Regions from separate parts of the Mus musculus genome. Here region 1 is linked to region 2. Evidence: chromatin contacts called from public promoter capture Hi-C data. All regions are on one chromosome and are shown on one strand. Each heading gives the region's core, a stretch centred on a gene start, on an enhancer-like site or on the middle of the called end of the contact. The rest is flanking DNA. Distances are from core to core; before and after follow the strand shown.

Region 1 (5,559 bases), core at 72-2,571, 1.1 Mb after region 2:
TGTCACAGAGGTAGTCCCATTTTTCAGATGAGGAAATCAAGAACCAGACAAGGCCCGGAAGCCAGCAGAGAGCAGTGGCTGAAATCTGGATGGTGCATATGACCCCCAAAATCTTCTGGCTCCTTTCCATTCTGCTCTCCACCCACCAGAGTAAAGCAGAAGGGTACAGAAGCGACAGTGGGAACACAGGACACACAAGACACAGATCCCAAGTGGGTACAGCAACAAGCAGGCACACCTCAAAGAACCCAGCCTCACCTCACCTTCACCCACTTCCAACTATAAATGAAGAAACTGAATCCCCCATCCCAGGGCACAATCCTCACTCAGGAGCACCAGTTTGTCGATGTAGCAAGACGGAGACAACTCTTTGGCCACTGTAGATCCCAGCTGTTATTTCTGCAAATACAATAAGCCCAGGTGAGCCACATGAACAGCACCCAGTTACCTGGGAAAGCACCCAGAATCCCAAACACAAAAGCTGCCAGGTAGCAAACCACGGAGCATAGACACCCCCCCCTTTCCTCTGTAATCCCCACTATGCAACATGGAACAGAACTGTCCCCAGAATCTTGCCCTTGGTTATTTCGAGCCCTCACCGAGCTTCTCTCTGCACAGTGGCTTTGTCGACCTCCTCAAAAGTAGTAATCAGAACTCCACACCACCCCTCTGCTGGTACCCATGGGAAGGCCAATTACAGGCACCCGGGCTTCAAGTTGCTCCCGAATAGCAGAGCACTTACCCAGGCATCCTCTCCCTGGACAGTGGGTGTCCATCTCGGAGTTGAAGGGAGTAGGGGGTTCCAGAAGCTGTAATCTGTCGACCCAAGGAGCTTCCATCTGTCTCCAGGAGGGCTGCGCAGTCTACAGCCTGGCAGGACAACGGAAGCGGCTGCGGCGCAAGGCAGGGCGGGGCAGGGGGACCCAGATGCTGCACCCGGGGTCCTGGGGGAGTCTCAACTTAAATCCTGGTCAATGGATTCGCCTTGGTAGGATGCTAAAAACATGGGACACAGGTCGTAAACACCGACCCACTTTTTGTAGGCGACAGACATGGCTTTGAGGCTTCAGATACTCAGACGGTGAAAAGCACGCGGCTTGAGGCCCTCCCTCCTCTAGACCCAGCAGACCAGCCGCCCACCGACGGCCCGCAGCCCGGTTTCCTTGATGGAGGAAACGGCGCTGCCCATGCACCTTGCACTCACCTTGGTGCCCTGTATTGGGGAGACGAGCCCGGGAACATGCGGGATGTCTGTAGATTTGGGCGGATGGCAATGGCCAGAGAGGAAACACATCCACGCGACAGGAAACTGTGGTCTTCACGATGGGCGCTGGCGGAAGAACAAATGACAAAGCACGCTGCAGCCTAGAGCAGCATCTCCGAGCGGCGGGCCCTCCAGCGCCCCCACGAGGAGAGGAGACTAACAACTGTTTGAACATATTAAGTTAATTTTTTTTTTTTTTTAAACAATGATACGTTTTAGGAGGAAACTGTCTCTCGTTTGCCGTATTTTTTCTGTTTGTTCTGAAGCAGACCTCTCTTACAAACTACTGATTCCACAGCACATGGCTCAGTGGTGTCACAAAGGAACAAATGATGACTTTAAACACCACCACACGAGGTCAGTAGTGGCTTGAGACTGGCATGTGGAAGGGATGAGAGCAAAGAATGAATGCTTTGCTAAAAGTCTACCTAAAAATCATAAGGCCGATGGGACGATTCCCTTAACCAGAAAAGTCCTGATCCAAGTAACAGATGAGAGACAGATGTTTGAGAAGGAGCTCACGTGTTTCCAAGTCTTCATACTCCCAAACTCTGCTTGGATCCTAGGCCAAATGTGGCTCTTGGCCCTATGTACAGCAGCTCTGCCCTTGGGGCTGAAGAAGGAACTCCACTGAAAGAGTCCAAATGACCTCTGAGCCAGCCATCTCTTCCGCCTCTAAGGGTGACTTAAAGACAAAAGATAGTCTGGGCTGGAGAGATGGCTCAGTGACTTAAAGCAATTGCAGAGGACCTGAGTTCAATTCCCAGTACTCATACAGAGAGCCTAATGTTTGTCTGTAACTCCAGTTCTAGGGGATATGACGCCCTCTTCTGTACATTGTAAACACTGCCTGTAAAAGTGGTACACATAGTATTTCAGGCAAAACACTCGCAGGCATAGCATTAAAAGAAAGAAAGAAAGAAAGAAAGAAAGAAAGAAAGAAAGAAAGGAAGGAAGGAAGGAAGGAAGGAAGGAAGGAAGGAAGGAAGGAAGGAAGGAAGCCAGGCGTGGTGGCGCACACCTTTAATCCCAGCACTTAGAAGGCAGAGGAAGGCAGATTTCTGAGTTTGAGGCCAGCCTGGTCTACAAAGTGAGTTTCAGGACAGCCAGAGCTATACAGAGAAACCCTGTCTCAAAAAACCATTAAAAAATATATATATATATTATTAAAATATATATTAAATATATATTATATATTAAATATGTATTATATATTAAATATATTAAATAAGTATATTTAATATATATATATATAATATATATTAAATATATATATAAATATATATTAAATATATATTAAATATATATATATATATTTTTTAGGGCTGGTGAGATGGCTCAGCGGTTAAGAGCACTGACCACTCATCCAGAGGTCTTGAGTTCAATTCCCAGCAACCACATGGTGGCTTACAACCTTCTACAGTGAGATCTGATGCCCTCTTCTGGTGTGTCTGAAGACAACTACAGTGTACTCCTATCCATTAAATAAATAAATCTTTTTTTAAGAAATTAAGGCAAAAGGTAGATGTATTTTTATGAATTTAATACTGTAACAAGATATTGTGTCAGCATTGTCATGGTTAATATTGCCAACTTGACAGGATTCAGAATCACCTAGAAGACAATAGGCTAGGCACATCTGTTAGGGACACCAAGATTAAGTTAGCTGCTGGGCTTGTTTGTAAAGGAATGATCTAGATTATACCAAACAAGATGAGAAAGCCCACCTTAACTGGGTGTGGACAGCACCATTCTCTGGTCTGGGGTCTTGAGCTGAACAGTGGAGAATTAGCTGAGCAGTAGCAATTGTTACTCTTTGTGTCCCAGCTTTGAATGCAGCATGACCAGCCATCTCAACCAGAACCCCTCTCCCATGATAGACTGTACCCTCCAACTGGGAGCCAGAATAGCTTCCTTCCCGATCAGCTCGCTTTTGTCAGCGTATCTTACAGAGCAATGAGAAGGCAACTGATGTCATCATATTGGAGTTTTCTTTCTTTCTGGATACTGGAGGTTAAACCAGCACTAAATGTTTCACCCCCGCTAGGTGATTGCTTTGTCACTAAGCCCAAACACCAGCCCTCTTTTAAAATTTAATTTTGAGGGGCTGGAGAGATAGGTCAGCAGTTAAGAGTACTGACTCCTCTTCCAGAAAACTCAGGTTCAATTTGCAGCATCCACGTGGCAACTCACAACTATCTGTAGCTCCAGTTCCCAGAGATTGCCCACCCTCATGCAGACATACATGCAGGCAAAACACCAATGCAAAATATATATATATATATATATTTTAACTTTGAGATGGATCTCACTAAATTAAGCAGGCTGACCTGGAAGATGCCATGTGGGGGGAAGTGAACTTTCTGGAAGTGATCCACCATTTTGCACAGCTGTGACAGATGTACTACAGAGAGTCACAACCCCTGGGGTTTTGTTTCTGGGTTGTTTCTTGCTACTCCTGTTTGTCATTGCTGTATTCCTCCTGTATCTGGCATGGTGTGAATGGGCGTGAAGAGACCCCCATTGCTTATAGTCTGGTGTGATGGTTTCATGGGAAACAGCCCACTCTACTGGTCAGTCTTTCTGCAGATCAATGTAAAGATGAACTTTCATAGGATAATGCTATTTAGATGAATTAATGATTTTCCAGAATACTTGGCTTGATTTAAACAGTTTTAGGAGGTGAAGGTAGTTGATAGGAAGGTTCAGGAGATGGATTAGGTTGTTTTGCTAGGAAGGTTAATAAAAAAGATAGAAGAGTAGAACGTGCCCCTCTTTGTAGAGTAGTGGGGCTGTATAGACTAGGAAAGGATACCGTGAGCTTTCATGCAGTACAGGCACATAGTTGTACTTGCGGAAAGTAAAAGAGGTTTGAGACAGGTTAATGATCAAAGAAACATTCGGCCTAGGTTGGATCTGAGTTCCTTGATCTTGTGACCTAAGGATTGTCACAGGTTTTGGTTTGCACCATGAAAAGGCAGGGTTATAAATGAAGAGTAAATAAGTGTGGAGAATAGATGATAAGCCAGTTTAGCTAAATAAGGTTTCAAAAATAAAATAAGATAAATGATTTGTTTCTTAGTGAATACAAACTGCCCTCAGCCAAGTATAGTGAAAAACTAGCTACCATAGACTTGGCTTGGTTAAACTTTTGTTAATAAACAACAAAAGAATTATTGCCCTGAAGTTAGGATGAATTTATGGAAAGATAGATCAGAAATGCTCAGTTAGGTATGAGTTTCAAAGGAAGAATATAACCAGTAACTTCCTTTTGTGTAATTTCGTTTTGTGTGATGATTTTAATCTGTTTTGAAGAATATGTTTTTGGAGACTATGTAACTTGTGTGTATGAGATAATCTTTTTTTAAAAGATTTATTTATTTATTTATTTATTTATTTATTTATTTATTTATTTTATTGGTTTTTTTCAAGACAGGGTTTCTCTGAGTAGCCCTGGCTGCCTGGAACTCACTCTGTAGACCAGGCTGGCCTCAAACTCAGAAATCCACCTGCCTCTGCTTCACACGTGCTGGGATTAAAGGCACGTGCCACCACTGCCTGGCTTACTTATTTTATATATATATAAAGTTGTTGGAGCCTTGCTTCATCCACCGTGTGTGTGTGTGCTTGTGTACGTGTGGTGTGTGTGTGTGTGTGTGTGTGTGTTTTCCCCTTTTTTCCCCAGCCTTAGAAAATGAAGTTTTGCTCTCTCAGAGGAAAAGTCTGCTGAGTGCTTAGTTGCTGACCCCACACATCCTCCTGAGTGCCTGGCCCGTCATCGCTGGTGTCGGGGGCCATGTAGGAGGAACAACAGGGGCTTCAGAACTCATGGAATGCAGCCTACCGGTTAACACAATCACAATGGGTGTGCCTTGGAGAGGCAGAACCCTAGGATTATGTGTCCAGAGGACTTCGTGCTGCTGTGGAGTTCTGCTCTGCTTGCTGCCCTTACATCTCTCTTCATCTAAGAATTATATGAAAACCCTAAGGGGGCTTCCAGCCCCTTACTGGGCAGTATCACTGGCCCTATAATAATGCTTGTTCTCATTCAGGCATTGCTGCTGGAGCAGGCTAATGGTTCCATTGCCACGCTCAGAGATTGTTACCTATGACCATCGCTCTTAGAAACGCATTTGGAAAAATTAATTGTTGGCACAGAAAAACTTAGGAAACAGTTTGAAGTTCAGAAAATGTAAGCTGTGGACATTTGAGGTCAGGGAACAAGGACAGCAGCCTGACTAGCATTGGCTGACGTGACTCTCACTAGGCTGAATTGGTGAGCGTTAATTTTTTTG
Region 2 (5,946 bases), core at 1,949-4,448:
CCATCAAACCAGCTGGGACACATTGTAAAAGTTAACTTCTATTCACCTTTTTTCCTTCATTAGGTTTCGATAATAATGAAACAATAAACCAAGCTTGCTTTGCCATATATGCCAATTTTATAGTGTAAATATTCCAAAATCATGGCCAGAAATCAAGCTACAAATGTTACCTTTGGAAACAAACTGTGTAGTGGTAGATATTCTATTTTATCGCGGTAGAGGGAATCTTGTGTACTGTGTGGAAGCATCAATAAAAAGCTGATGGCCTATTCAAAAAAGACAGGAAATCAGAAGTGGGAGTTCTGGTTGAGAGCTAGGTTCTCTGGGAGTTAGTCAGACATAGGAAGTTAGACATCCAGACTCTAAGGAGACAGACTATGAAAGTGAGGAGAGGTAGAATAGAATAGAATAAATGGGTTATATAAGTTATGAGCTAGTCAGGAAACAAGCCCACGCTTATGGCCTAGACATATTCATAAATAATTAAGTCTCGGAGTTATTATCTGGCAACAAGGGCAAGGGGAGAAAAGACTGTGGTTACATATCACTTTCCAGCAGTGAGGTATAGCGGTGGATTTTGGCTATGTGGCTTTGGCTCCCTGCAGATTACACCAGTGCACCTGCTATCTTTGCTATCTTTGGATTCACAAATGAGACACACACACACACACACACACACACACACACACACACACACACATTAGCTTCTTTTTAAAATGCCTTGGCTACCTCAAAGGTTGGGCACTCCTAAACCTTCCTCTGCTACCCAAGGCCCAATCGGGAAACTGGCCAGCGGCTACCCACCCAAATTCTCACATGGCCAGTCGGCCCTCTCTTCTGAAGCTCTCCTCTTCCGTCTCCCACCACATCCTGGCAATCTTCTGTGCCCCTGTGTCCTAGCCATAGCAACTCTAAGGGTCCCACCCGACTCCTGTTCCCCAGCCATTGGCTGCTGGCATCTTTATTGATGGATCAAAAACCAACTGTGGACAAGGACCTTTAGCGTTTGGACAGGCAGACTGAATCAAAGCATTAGAACCAATCTCCAACAATGAGGTATTACATACATATAGGCAATGACAAGACAAATGCTGCGACAATGCTAACATGTCGTGAGATCAGGAAATGAAGACTTTAATTTCCAGCACATTTTCTTTCACTTTATGACTATATAATTTAATGTCCTAAATAGCTATTTGCAAAAATTCCAAAAAACTTAACAGCTGGCTCCCTCTCTAGCACACCACTGGCTTGTCTTATTACTGAACTGGTAGAGTTCTTTAAATATATCCTAGTTCAGCACTACCCAATATAACTTTCTGGGATAATGAAAATATCTGTCCTGTAATTTCAAATTACTCAGTGCAAGATCCACCAGCTACCCTGAGCACAGCATTGGCTGATCAGAAGCATAGTATAGCTGAGGAGCTGAAGCTTAAATTTTACTTAATTGGACTAAGTTCAAAGAGAAATTACTGCAGAGAGCTAGTGACTGCTGTATGGAGGAGTGGTCCGACTCCCCGCTACATATCTGGAGTGATACTGAAGAGAAGCAGCATTGCTGTATTGCAAAATTCTACATGTTCACAATAGTTAATTAGCACACATCTAGGCTGTCATCAGAACGCAAGGGCTGAAATATTTCCTTCCTTTTAAAGTATTAAAAGTAACATTTCACAGAATAATAATAAAGAGTAAATAAGATAACATATGTAGGGTGCTCAGTACTCTTTCTGCCTATATTGTGAGCTCGGTAATCAGAGCTACACATTAGTTCTGGCTTCCATTTTTGAGTCTGTTAAATTTGCAGACCAGCGCATCCCTCAACCCTTCCTGGAGTAGACAGCAATTAACACGGAGACCCAAAACTGGTCAACACACAGAGAATAAGAGATCTTGGGACACTCAGCCCTAAATGGGATGTCTACAGCATCCCCTTTACCTCAGGGCTCATGGGCGTGGGTCTATGTGGAAGAGGAGAAGGATTGTTTAAGAGCCAGGGGTGATAAACGGCTTCCAATAAGCAGTTTTTCAGGGATTGTGTCAGTATGCACAAGACCCACAAAAGCTCAAGCCATACAAAACACAGAGAAGGGGGAGTGGGCACAAAAGACCCAACTGTAGCCAAAACTATTCATAACTGATAGCTGCTGGGAGAGGGAAAATCAGTTTTCTTCAGTGGAGTGACTGGGTATATCAACCACTCTCCAGGGCAGGACTCCATGCTTAGTTTGTTTTTTACTTTAGAAAGAGGAAAAATAGAGCATGAGTTGGGTGTGTAGGGAGTTGGGGGAGGATATGGAAGGTGTTGGGGGAAGGAAATGAATATGATCAAAATATATTGTATGAAATTTTCAAAAAAAAAAAATCAAACATTTTAAAACGCTCCTCTCCGTTACCTGTATAGCTCACAGGTTTGAAAACTGGATAAACCCTCACTCACCAGCCAATTATTAATAATCTAAGTAATGCATTAACCATAATTTCCCAAAGTGGATAAAATCAAATGTTACGATAACGCTCCCCTCCCAACCGGACCCTTTTAAAATTGGCCGGGCTGCGGGAGAGAACCGTGAGTGACAGCGCGTCCGGCCAGTCACTGTCACTGGCCAATCAGAGGTGGCCCCGTCTTAGGCCCGCCCCAAGGCCCGGCCCAATCGGGTCCCGGTGGCGGCGTGAGCAGGGCGGTTGAGAGGCGGTCGGTTCCAAGTGGGTCCCGGCGCGGGGGAGAGGACGGCTTGGCAAGCAGGACCCGTGAGTGAGGTTCGCACGCCGCGACTCAACTGCCCCACACTGCGGCTGCCGGGCACGGCCCTGCCAAGCGGGACCGCCGCGACTGACCTTTGCCGGGAGCCCATTCTGGCAAGTGGCGTGTGCCGCGGGTCCCTGGCGTCCCCTCCGGCGCGCTCTTGGAGCCACTTCCCGGAGCGGAAGTCTGCCTGCTCGGGCTCCGGTGGGACCTGCTCGGAGGAATGGCGCCGCCGGGTGAGGCGTTGCGCATGGCTCAATAGTGGGGCCCCGCGGCCGACACGCTTTGGGGAGCGGGGCGTCGCCCGCGGGAGGCTAGTGCGGACCACACGGGCGCCGGCTAGGCGCGGTTCCCCTCCCCTACGGGGCAGGGGCATGGGCACGGGCGCTTTCGGGGTCGAGCGTGTGGCGGAGGCTGCGAGCTGGTGAAGTGCTGGGGACCCGAAGGGTTGGTGGCGGGGCGTGCGACGTGGGACTACGGGTCCCCGCAAGGCCGAGCGCGAGCCCGGGCAGCGCGGAGCCCGAGCCTGGCCTCCTCCATTCATTCGAGTAGTACCAGCGGCCTACGCCTGTCACAGAGAGCCACCCCTGGCATCATGAAAGCTTTTGAGCATGTCACTAGACTTTCTTCGACTTCTAGGTTCCTTTTCCCTGACAGGGACAGGAGACTCACAGGTCTGTCTGGGAGCTGAAAGCCTAGGGTATGAAGTGATATTACGGGTGCAGACTTGTAACCGGCCACGTATTGATTGTGAGAACAGAAGCCAGGGACTCAACAGCTTAGTTTCTCATCTGGTATCTGCTTCGCAAGAGTTGTGTTAAATGATATTTCTGTGCTTGCTTTTAACAGTGCCGGGCAAAACTCAATGCTTGGTAGATTCTGAGTGGATAGGTGGGAATCTTAGTGTATTCAAGTCACTATTTTATTTGTTGGTAAAGTGGCTAAAGTCAGAACTTGCATTGAAACTTAAGTTTGAGTTTCAGTTATTTGTCTCAGGGCAAGGGAGTGGGCACCTACTTAAGAACCTTTTTTCTTTTCTTTACTTAGATAGGGTCTAGGGAGCTGGGAGTTGGTTCAGTGCAACTTGTGGATCTGAGTTCAAATCTTAGCACTGGGTATGGCTGGCTGCATTGTGCACGTAACCCCAGCATTGGAGGGCAGAGACCAGCAGATCCCAAGAGGTAACCATCTAGTCTAGCAAAAATGGTTCTAGATCAGTGAAAAGGCCCTGCCTCAAGGCAAGAAGGCATAGAACATCAGAGGAAGTCATCCTGTGTTTACTCTGGCCTCTGCATGCCTGTGCACTGGCATACACTTATGTGCATGTACCACAATACACACAGAATAGGTAGGGTCTTACTATGAAGCTGGGGCTCCAGCTCAGACTCACCATCTTGCCTCTGTTTCCCTAGTCCTGGAGTGACAGGTATGAAATAGTTTACAAACCATTTCTTGGTTTGTAAAATGCAGAAAATACCCACCTCACTTGGATATTAGAAGGCTTAAAGACTGGTGCAGTGCATACAAAGAACTCAGTATAATTTGGGCCTACCCATTCAATTGAGTGTTCAAGTACGAGCCAGAAAAGTTGCTACTGTGCTTAAGTGTAGAAAGATTCAGCTTCTGGCACAGAGGCTATAAGGGGATTCACAGTTTAGCTGGAGGAGCGGTGATCATAGTCCTTCACTACATCAAATCCCTGATTGCCCATTGGTCATTGGGAATTTTGCCAAATGCCTCGATGTCTCTTTCTCTACATCTTCTTAGCCATTGGCAATTCTGATAGGTTTTAACTTCAAATTGTGGCAAGACTGACTATTTCCTTAGCACCTCCACCTCTGTTCCCTTATTGGCTCTCATTCTTTCTGTATTTGGAGCATGGCAGTATCCTCCTACATAGCTCCTCCCCCTCCTCCTGTCTTCACCCCTGCTTAGGCGGGTGTAACGGGTATAACCCAGTATTGTCTTCAGCAAAGCAATCCTGTTAAATTGCTTGTCAGATCGCTTCCCTACTCAGAGCTGTGCTGTGGTCCCTTCTTTCAGTTGCCTTCTTTCAGTTGCCTACAGGTCCTTTGGATTGGCTTCTGCTACCTGTTAACATATGAGCTCCAATCCTGTCTTTGTATCTAGTTTTCTTGTTACAGTTTCTCATTTGGGCCTTGAGAGATCACTGCATACAGAACACATTCCTCCCAAGATACCAAGACACCTGTTCTGTGCTTTATTTTCTCTCCAGTGCCTCTCTGCTTTCCAATGGGATAAATCATGGTTCTTAACTTTTTTTTCCCACTAGAATGTAATCTGTTTGAGAATGGCGGTTCCGAGCTGTATGTTTATTTTTAACACTAAACTAGTGCTTGGGGTTCAGTTCCCAGCATGGAGGGAAAAGCACTGGAGCATGCAGTATATTGATGGGTACCACACGTTGTAGCGCTCTTGGCTTCCTTAGTGTAGGGTTAGGGGCTTAGAGGTTCTGTGCACCAAACCCAGGGAACGAATTCTCCGCTAAGCCATCACCTCTGCCTTTAGTGTTCTGAAGAGTTTCACATTTAGGTTGACAGACACACAAAAGACTTAAATGAAACTACTGTCTATAGAGGAGTGATTCTGAGTTATGCACTTCAGCATTCTCCAAAAAAGGAAGAAGAAAGAAAGAAAGAAAGAAAGAAAGAAAGGAAGGAAGGAAGAATCTTGTCGCTGAGCCTGGCTGATAAGATGATCCAAATCCAATCTTCAGGACCTACATGTTTTCTAGCTAACACTAAGTGCAAGTGTTCCTCTGACCTCCATATGTATATACTCCTCACACCAATTTAATTTCATTCTTTTTTTTTTTTTTTAAAGATTTATTTATTTACTTATTATATGTAAGTACACTGTAGCTGTCTTCAGATACTCCAGAAGAGGGCATCAGATTTCATTACGGATGGTTGTGAGCCACCATGTGGTTGCTGGGATTTGAACTCGGGACCTTCGGAAGAGCAGTCGGCGCTCTTAACCACTGAGCCATCTCGCCAGCCCTAATTTCATTCTTTTAAGTGGAGTGTGAAGATTGGCCATGTGTAAGCTACTCTAGTCCTTAGTTTTCTTCTTTGTAAAGTAATGTCTTTAAGGGATTCTAATTCAGATGAAACTGGAGCATGCAATATATTGATGGCTACTACACATTGTAGAGCTCTTTGTTTTGTCAGTTTAGG

What was found. Promoter capture Hi-C pulls out the DNA fragments that hold promoters and counts their contacts.
Region 1: a promoter capture Hi-C map of hippocampal neurons shows a contact between it and region 2, with 4 times the contacts expected there. The contact joins the promoter of Snhg17 here to the promoter of Mroh8 in region 2. A contact is called at or near these places in 8 of 39 promoter capture datasets (the 3T3-L1 cell line, 3T3-L1-derived adipocytes, the HPC-7 cell line and 4 more), 4 of 484 Hi-C or Micro-C datasets (B cells, cerebellum and cortical neurons), 2 of 115 datasets of contacts at active chromatin or transcription factors (astrocytes and embryonic forebrain) and 2 of 9 other capture datasets (adipose tissue and embryonic stem cells).

The regions. Positions count from the first base shown.
Region 1 is chr2:158,360,201-158,365,759 of GRCm38.p6, forward strand. Snhg17 (small nucleolar RNA host gene 17) reads right to left here and starts at 1,322. Exons shown (of 6, transcript NR_027887.1): 1 at 1,205-1,322; 2 at 743-870; 3 at 264-399. RefSeq lists a cis regulatory region at 1,254-1,530.
Region 2 is chr2:157,276,351-157,282,296 of GRCm38.p6, forward strand. Mroh8 (maestro heat-like repeat family member 8) reads right to left here and starts at 3,199. Exons shown (of 25, transcript NM_001039557.4): 1 at 2,842-3,199. The coding sequence starts at 3,125. Rpn2 (ribophorin II) reads left to right here and starts at 2,748. Exons shown (of 17, transcript NM_019642.4): 1 at 2,748-2,985. The coding sequence starts at 2,973.